Linked DNA regions of Mus musculus: region 2 is linked to region 1. A link is a contact called in public HiChIP or PLAC-seq data. All regions are on one chromosome and are shown on one strand. The core of a region is the stretch at or near the end of the contact, and the rest is flanking DNA. Distances in the headings are between cores, read along the strand shown. Region 1 holds the start of Accs (1-aminocyclopropane-1-carboxylate synthase (non-functional)). Region 2 has its middle 34 kb from the start of Gm39884.

Region 1 (2,953 bases), core at 158-2,657:
CCAAGTGAAAAAAATGAGGTCATGACTATGCCTAACATGATGTAACCATCTCATGTACAGCCGTAAACACGGTATGTATTTTAGAACAGGTGGCAATATTCCCTTGAGGGGCATTCTTTGAGTATCTCATAACTTAAATATGACAACCACTGATATTATCTTAATTTGATGTTAGCATTACATGATAAGGGATTTGACAAAAGAAAACAAATATCTGTACAAACACAGTCTTAACACAATGTGACAGAAACGGTCACGTCGATCACAATCCTCACTTCAGCAGTTGGTTTGAGCTGGTGTGTATAACTACCTTCCTCTCCTACTCTTCTGTATTTCCTCTGTCCTTAGTAAGCACCTCAATAGGTCTTGGTGTTTTTCTTGGAAGAGTGACCCATACCAAGGACATTTATAAAAAGGAGCATTTACCTAGGGGCTTGCTTACAGATCCAGAGGGGAGTGCAGTGACAGGCAGGCATGGTGCTGCAGCAGTGGCTAAGAACTTACATGATCCTCAGGCGGAAGGCAGAGAAAGAGACGGGGCGTGGCTTTTGAAACCTCAAAGGCCACACATTTGCCAACAAAAGCACACTTTATAATTCTTAAACAGTCCACCAAACGGGAACCAAATATTCAAAAACATAAGCCTGGGGGCGGGCATTCTCATCCAAACCACCACAACTTCTGTGACAGATTGGAACTACGGAGGCATGCTACCTTGTCAACTTAGCCATCACTGGCGCGCAGTGTCTCCTGTGTGAGCATAGCCACTGTTAAACTACCTAGATTATGCTCCTGACTCTGGGAGGCTTATAGGTGGCAGTATTATATTTGCATAGATCGTTATCTATCGGTCTGAGCCTCCTGGTCTGTGTTTGACAAGAGGTTGTTTCCTAGCATAACTATAAGAGGTGGAGTTATTCGATTTGGTATTTGCACTCAATTTGGCATGCCTCTGCAGGCACACAGTGAAAACGACTTACAACTTCTCGTTGCTTTCTTGCATTTTTTTCTAGTACCTGGAATTGAAGTTTTTCCTTTGTCTCCTCACATCTCTAAAAATCTATTTAGTATAGACTGGAATTCAAAGAAGTCCCCCTTTGAGAGCTATTCATTCCTGGGTGTTCCCATGGCCATATGAATATACATATACATGTCGATACTTTTCTATATTTCTTTTGTAAATCTTTTTTTTCCGGGCCTTGAGAGAAGCCTTTACAAATAGATGGCGGGGAGATCTCATGCTTAGGTAATGCCCAGGAAGATTGGTGTTTCAGCGGCTCTGAGCAAGTGTGTCCGAAAAGCTAGAGGTATCTGAGCTCAGCCAATGAGAGAAGGAATGGAGTGGGCGTGGCCTTGTCTTAACCAAGATCCTCCACCCCTCTGTTTCTTTCCCATTTCTAAGTTCGGACTCCAGTTTCTGGCAGACAGGGAAGTGCTGAAGACCGGAGCTTCCTCTTCTGTGACCAGGAGTCAGGGCACAGACTCCTTCCCTGTGTTCCCGCCAGATCGCCAGGGGGCAGGCTGCTCCGGTATCACGGAAGTCCGATCCGGAGAATATCGCGCGCGTGAAAACCCAAGGTCCAAAGTAGGTGCTGTATCCGCCACAGTGCACCGAAGGGGCCGGGTTCGCTCCGCGGTGCTCTTGATCGCTTCCTGCCCTTAGGTCTGGAAGTCTCTGAGGCCCGGAAACCCCTGGCGGGCCCTGCAGACCATTCTGTCTTTGTTGTCTTGGTTGGGCTGGTGAGATCACTAGGCCTGATTGACTACAGCGCCTTGAGCTCCTGCTGGGTTCTGGCTGCATTTAGGTCTGTACCGCGTTGTCCACAGCCCGAGCATTTGGTGATGTTTTTCCTCGGATCTAGGCTATCGGTGGAGCAGGCGTGTGCTTTGCTGAGTCCCGCCACCTTGGGGAGGACCCCAAGATTTGCAAAACAAAAGTAAACTGCGGGAGGGGAGGGCATTTTCTGTGTCCCCATCAACCATCTACCAAGTAAGACTTGTACCTTGAGACAGGGAAATCAGAGAGCATTTGTGATAGAGTGATTCATATTTTAGACTTTTGGCCACTAGCCAGAGTTTGGTATGAGTGCTTTATCGCCCTCAGGTCCTCACTGTTATTCTTTGAGATGGTTATTGGTCCACCAGAGCGCAGGTGCGGCATGACAGAGGAATCCTTAGGAGGCTCCTACATTTTGGTAGGCAGGAGACCCTCCTCTGCGGCCCTTGTGTCCTTTGTGAGTAGAGACAGGATCCAGGAGTGCCTGCACTTGTAACTCCTACTCCCCTTTCACCCCCACCCCCACTTCCCACCACCTTCTGCTCCTATCCACCCATCACACAAGAAGTCCAGAACTGTAGCAGTGATCTGCTTGGGAAATAGCCTGGTGTTCTGAAACTGAGGTGAGCAAGCAGGGGGAAAGATTGTTGGTGATCCCTGAGGCTGCCGAAAGGAGAAACAAATGCAGAAATGCTGCAAGCTAAAGCCACAGTAGATTAGCTTCGTTTCTATGTAGCCAGCCTGGTGTGGTGCTCACAGGTCCTCAACAGATTGTGTTTGTTGAAGTGTTTAACTGGATAAGGACACAAGGGATGATACACAGCTTGCAAGAAGAGGCAGATATCTTAGTTCCAGCTACTAGGGAGGCTGAGAAAAGAGGATCACCTGAGGACAAGAGTTCAAGGCCAGCATCAGGCAACCTCAGGGGAAAACCAGGAAAGAGAGAGAGAGAGAGAGAGAGAGAGAGAGAGAGAGAGAGAGAGCGCAACCAGCCTAGGCAGTAAAGTGTAAAATGCTTTTCTTGCTTTGCAGTCATGAGGACCTGAATTTTATCCCCAGAACCCAGATAACAATAGTCCGATGTTCACTCTTCATCATTCTAGAGCTGGGGAGATGAAGACAGGCTGGTCTCTGGGCCTCACTGGCTCAAAAGTCTAACCTAATCTGCAAACTTTA
Region 2 (2,953 bases), core at 315-2,814, 58 kb before region 1:
TGTTTTTGAGGCAAGCTCTCTCACTGAGCTTTGTGGTCATTCGTTTACCTAGCTGGCCATCCACCTTCAGGGTTCCACCTGTATCTGCCTCCCCAGTGCTGGGATCACGGGCAAGCACCGCCATGCCAGGCTTTTATGTGGGGTTCTCAGTTTCCAAGCTCAGATCCTTCCTCAAGCCCAGCAAGCACTTTGCCAGGAACCATCTCTGCAGCCCTTTAATCCGGGGTCTTCGGGTCCTCCTGAGGAGCCTTCAGAGCTGGGCTTCAGAGATGAGGGAGACTCTCAGTTTTTTGTTTTTAAAACTTCAAGGGATTGGCCACATTGCATGCAACTCCCCATTTGCCAAATGGGGAAACTGAGGCTCCAGAGCTGCCCAATGAAGTGCAGTGAATGCTTTTCATTAGGGCAAGGGTTCTCAACCTGTGGGTTTCAGCCCCTTATGAACAACCCTTTTGTTGGGATCGCATATCAGGTATCCTGCCAGATATTTACATTAAGATTCATAACACCATCAACATTACAGTTGTGAAGTAGCCATGAAAATGATTTTTAATGGTTGGGGGTCACCACAACATGGGGAGCTGTACTAAAGGGTCACAGCATTAGAAAGGTTCAGAACTTCTGCATTAGGTCTTAAATAATCAGGAACAGAAAGTGCCTGTAGCATGGAATATGCTTGAACCTGGAAGTCTCAAGACAGGAGGCTAAGCCTCTAGGGACTCCCATTCAAAGGCTGGGGAGGGCTGTGTGTTCAAGTTCACTCCTTATGTGACCTGGGTGCCCTGGGACTAGCCCTGTGCTCTCCTTGGGCAAAGGTTACAATAGCTATCAATCACCATTCACTCTCAGCTCCAGGCTGTCCCCTGTCCCTTTCCCAATTCACCCATCAGGACCTTAATCCCCATCCCCATCTCTACCCTGAAAGATTGTGGGATTGGGAGGCAGGGCCTTTAGGACCTGATTATGTTAGGGGTGGAGCTTGCGAGCAGAGCACTGTCTTTACAGGATGCTCAAGAGACCCATCAGCCCTGCTTCCACAATCCGAGGTCTCCAGAGAAGACCCCCCATCTATGTAGGGCAGAAAGCAGGTCCTATCCAGGTGCTGGCGCCAGGATCTCAGGCTTGCAGCCTCCAGGACTGGGAGGAACAGCTTTATGTTGTTTACGGCACCAGCCTGTGGTGTTTTCTTAAGCAGCCTGGGTGGAGAAAGGCAGAGTTCTTCTTCTTAGATGCTTTACTGTGGTTTATTTTAAATGCAGTGTCCTTGTGGAGCAGGTGACGGGAGGCCTGTGGTCCCCTCCTTGCTGCGCAAGCACCTCTCTGACACTTTTCTGCTTCAGTGTGCCACCCAGGGCGAACTGAAGCATCCTTCAAGTTAGCAGAGGCAAAGTGTTGTTGCAAACAGAAGCTGGCTGTGAGAGGAGGTTCCAGCTAATGATTTAAGCCTGGGGCTGCATTTCCTGGCAGGAAGCTGGGAAGCCTGAGCAACAGAGGTAGGAAAGAGCAGTCCCAGGATGGAGTCTCCCAGGGGGACCAGCAGGCAGGCCCTGGAGCTGGCTGTGAACATCACTCTGGTTCCGGCTTCTGAGCATATTGCTTGCTCATAAATACTTATGAGCTGCCCACAGGCCCAGCACTGAGCATTCTCTTGCTGAGAACAGAGCCAGGAGCCTAGAATCTGGGTACCTGCCCTCCAGCACCTCGGTGTGGTAGGAAAGCCCACAGTAACCAAGAGAGGCATATGTAAATGTGATGGCCGTGGTTGTTAACTGCCCACTTAGCCAGACCCTTGGGCAACACAGGTCTGTCCAGCCTTGGCTTGCCTGAGGCTGGCTGCTGGCTTCATTTCACTTTCTACAGTCTTGGGAAAGGCAGCCACACAGCTATTAACATAGGACAACTGGAGTCATTCTGCATTCCTCTCTTAACACTCACTGACTCCTCTGCTGAGCCGGTCGCCCTAACCAGCCCAGACTCTCTTCAGATAGTCTGGTTCGAGCTGCCATCAACACATCTTCCTGCCTCCATCTCTCATCCCGCCAGAGTTCACCCTTTTATCCAGAGGAAAGCCTAATCTTAAGGCATAGAAATCCTCATGCTACCTTTGTCTGGCTTTGTGGTACTTCCAAGACATGATCTGTGTTCCAGTCAAAAGGAAACTGGTGTTGTCTGGCCTGACAGGTCTCTCCCAGGGTGAATGACAGTATTCCCTGCCTTCCCCCACCTCTCCCCACCCCCACCACCCCTGAGACTTCCTTATTCTTTCTTATTTTCTTGGCTCAGCCTAAATGTCACCTGCTCAGAGCCAGGGACCACCACCCATCCTTCTGTCTACCAGATGCACCTCAGCACAGCTTGCCTTTGCCATGTAGATAACTCAACTGGTATCCTATATATCCTTTGTTTGCATGTTGGCTGGGCCTCTCCCTGTTAAGTGCAGAAACCTGTCTAGGTCTGCAGTGTGGATTCATTTCATGGTATGCATGACAAGCCTCTGTGGCTGTGGCAGTGTGTTTCCTCACTGTCCTAAAAGATGAGAAAATGAGAGCTCTCTAGGAAAATATAGCCATGCCATGGCATGGCTGAGCCTGGGACAATTGATTGCATATCCCTGAATGCCTGTAGGGATGCACCCAGCAGGAGTTCCCTTCCTTTCCGAGCCTACCCAGGCACTGATTTCTATACCTAAGGCCTGTGGGACTTTCTGAGAATCTGGGAGCAGACGGTGTTGTTGGGCGAGGTGAATGTGGGTTCAGTTAGCCTCCCATTGTTTAGCTTTGCTCTGGGCCTCTCTGTCTGTCCTTCTGTGAATTGGGAGTCAGGGCTGGATGAGATGTGGTGTCTGGGTCCCTGTTGTGGCTGATCCTGGCTGTGGGGAAGGACTACAGGTGCCCAGCCCAGAGGCTGCCTGCTACTGATTCCACTGCTGCCAGCAAAGGCCTGTGAAAGGTTT

The links. HiChIP or PLAC-seq counts read pairs in DNA pulled down with a chosen protein or histone mark.
Region 2: an H3K27ac HiChIP or PLAC-seq map of microglia shows a contact between it and region 1, with 3 times the contacts expected there. The contact joins the enhancer-like site here to the promoter of Accs in region 1. A contact is called at or near these places in 1 of 39 promoter capture datasets (macrophages), 1 of 484 Hi-C or Micro-C datasets (the F1.1 cell line), 3 of 115 datasets of contacts at active chromatin or transcription factors (bone marrow-derived macrophages, embryonic stem cells and microglia) and 2 of 9 other capture datasets (adipose tissue and pancreatic islet).

The regions. Positions count from the first base shown.
Region 1 is chr2:93,848,397-93,851,349 of GRCm38.p6, reverse strand. It overlaps Accs (1-aminocyclopropane-1-carboxylate synthase (non-functional)), which reads left to right and starts at 1,407. Exons shown (of 15, transcript NM_001290782.1): 1 at 1,407-1,585.
Region 2 is chr2:93,906,637-93,909,589 of GRCm38.p6, reverse strand. It overlaps a transcript of Accsl not described here. Among named protein-coding and RNA genes, the nearest start is that of Gm39884, 34 kb to the left of the region's middle. Within about 2 kb of position 1,564, at least 76 of the 459 cell types and tissues checked have an H3K27ac peak or open chromatin away from gene starts, as enhancers often do. A contact at or near this core is called in microglia, where this site is marked.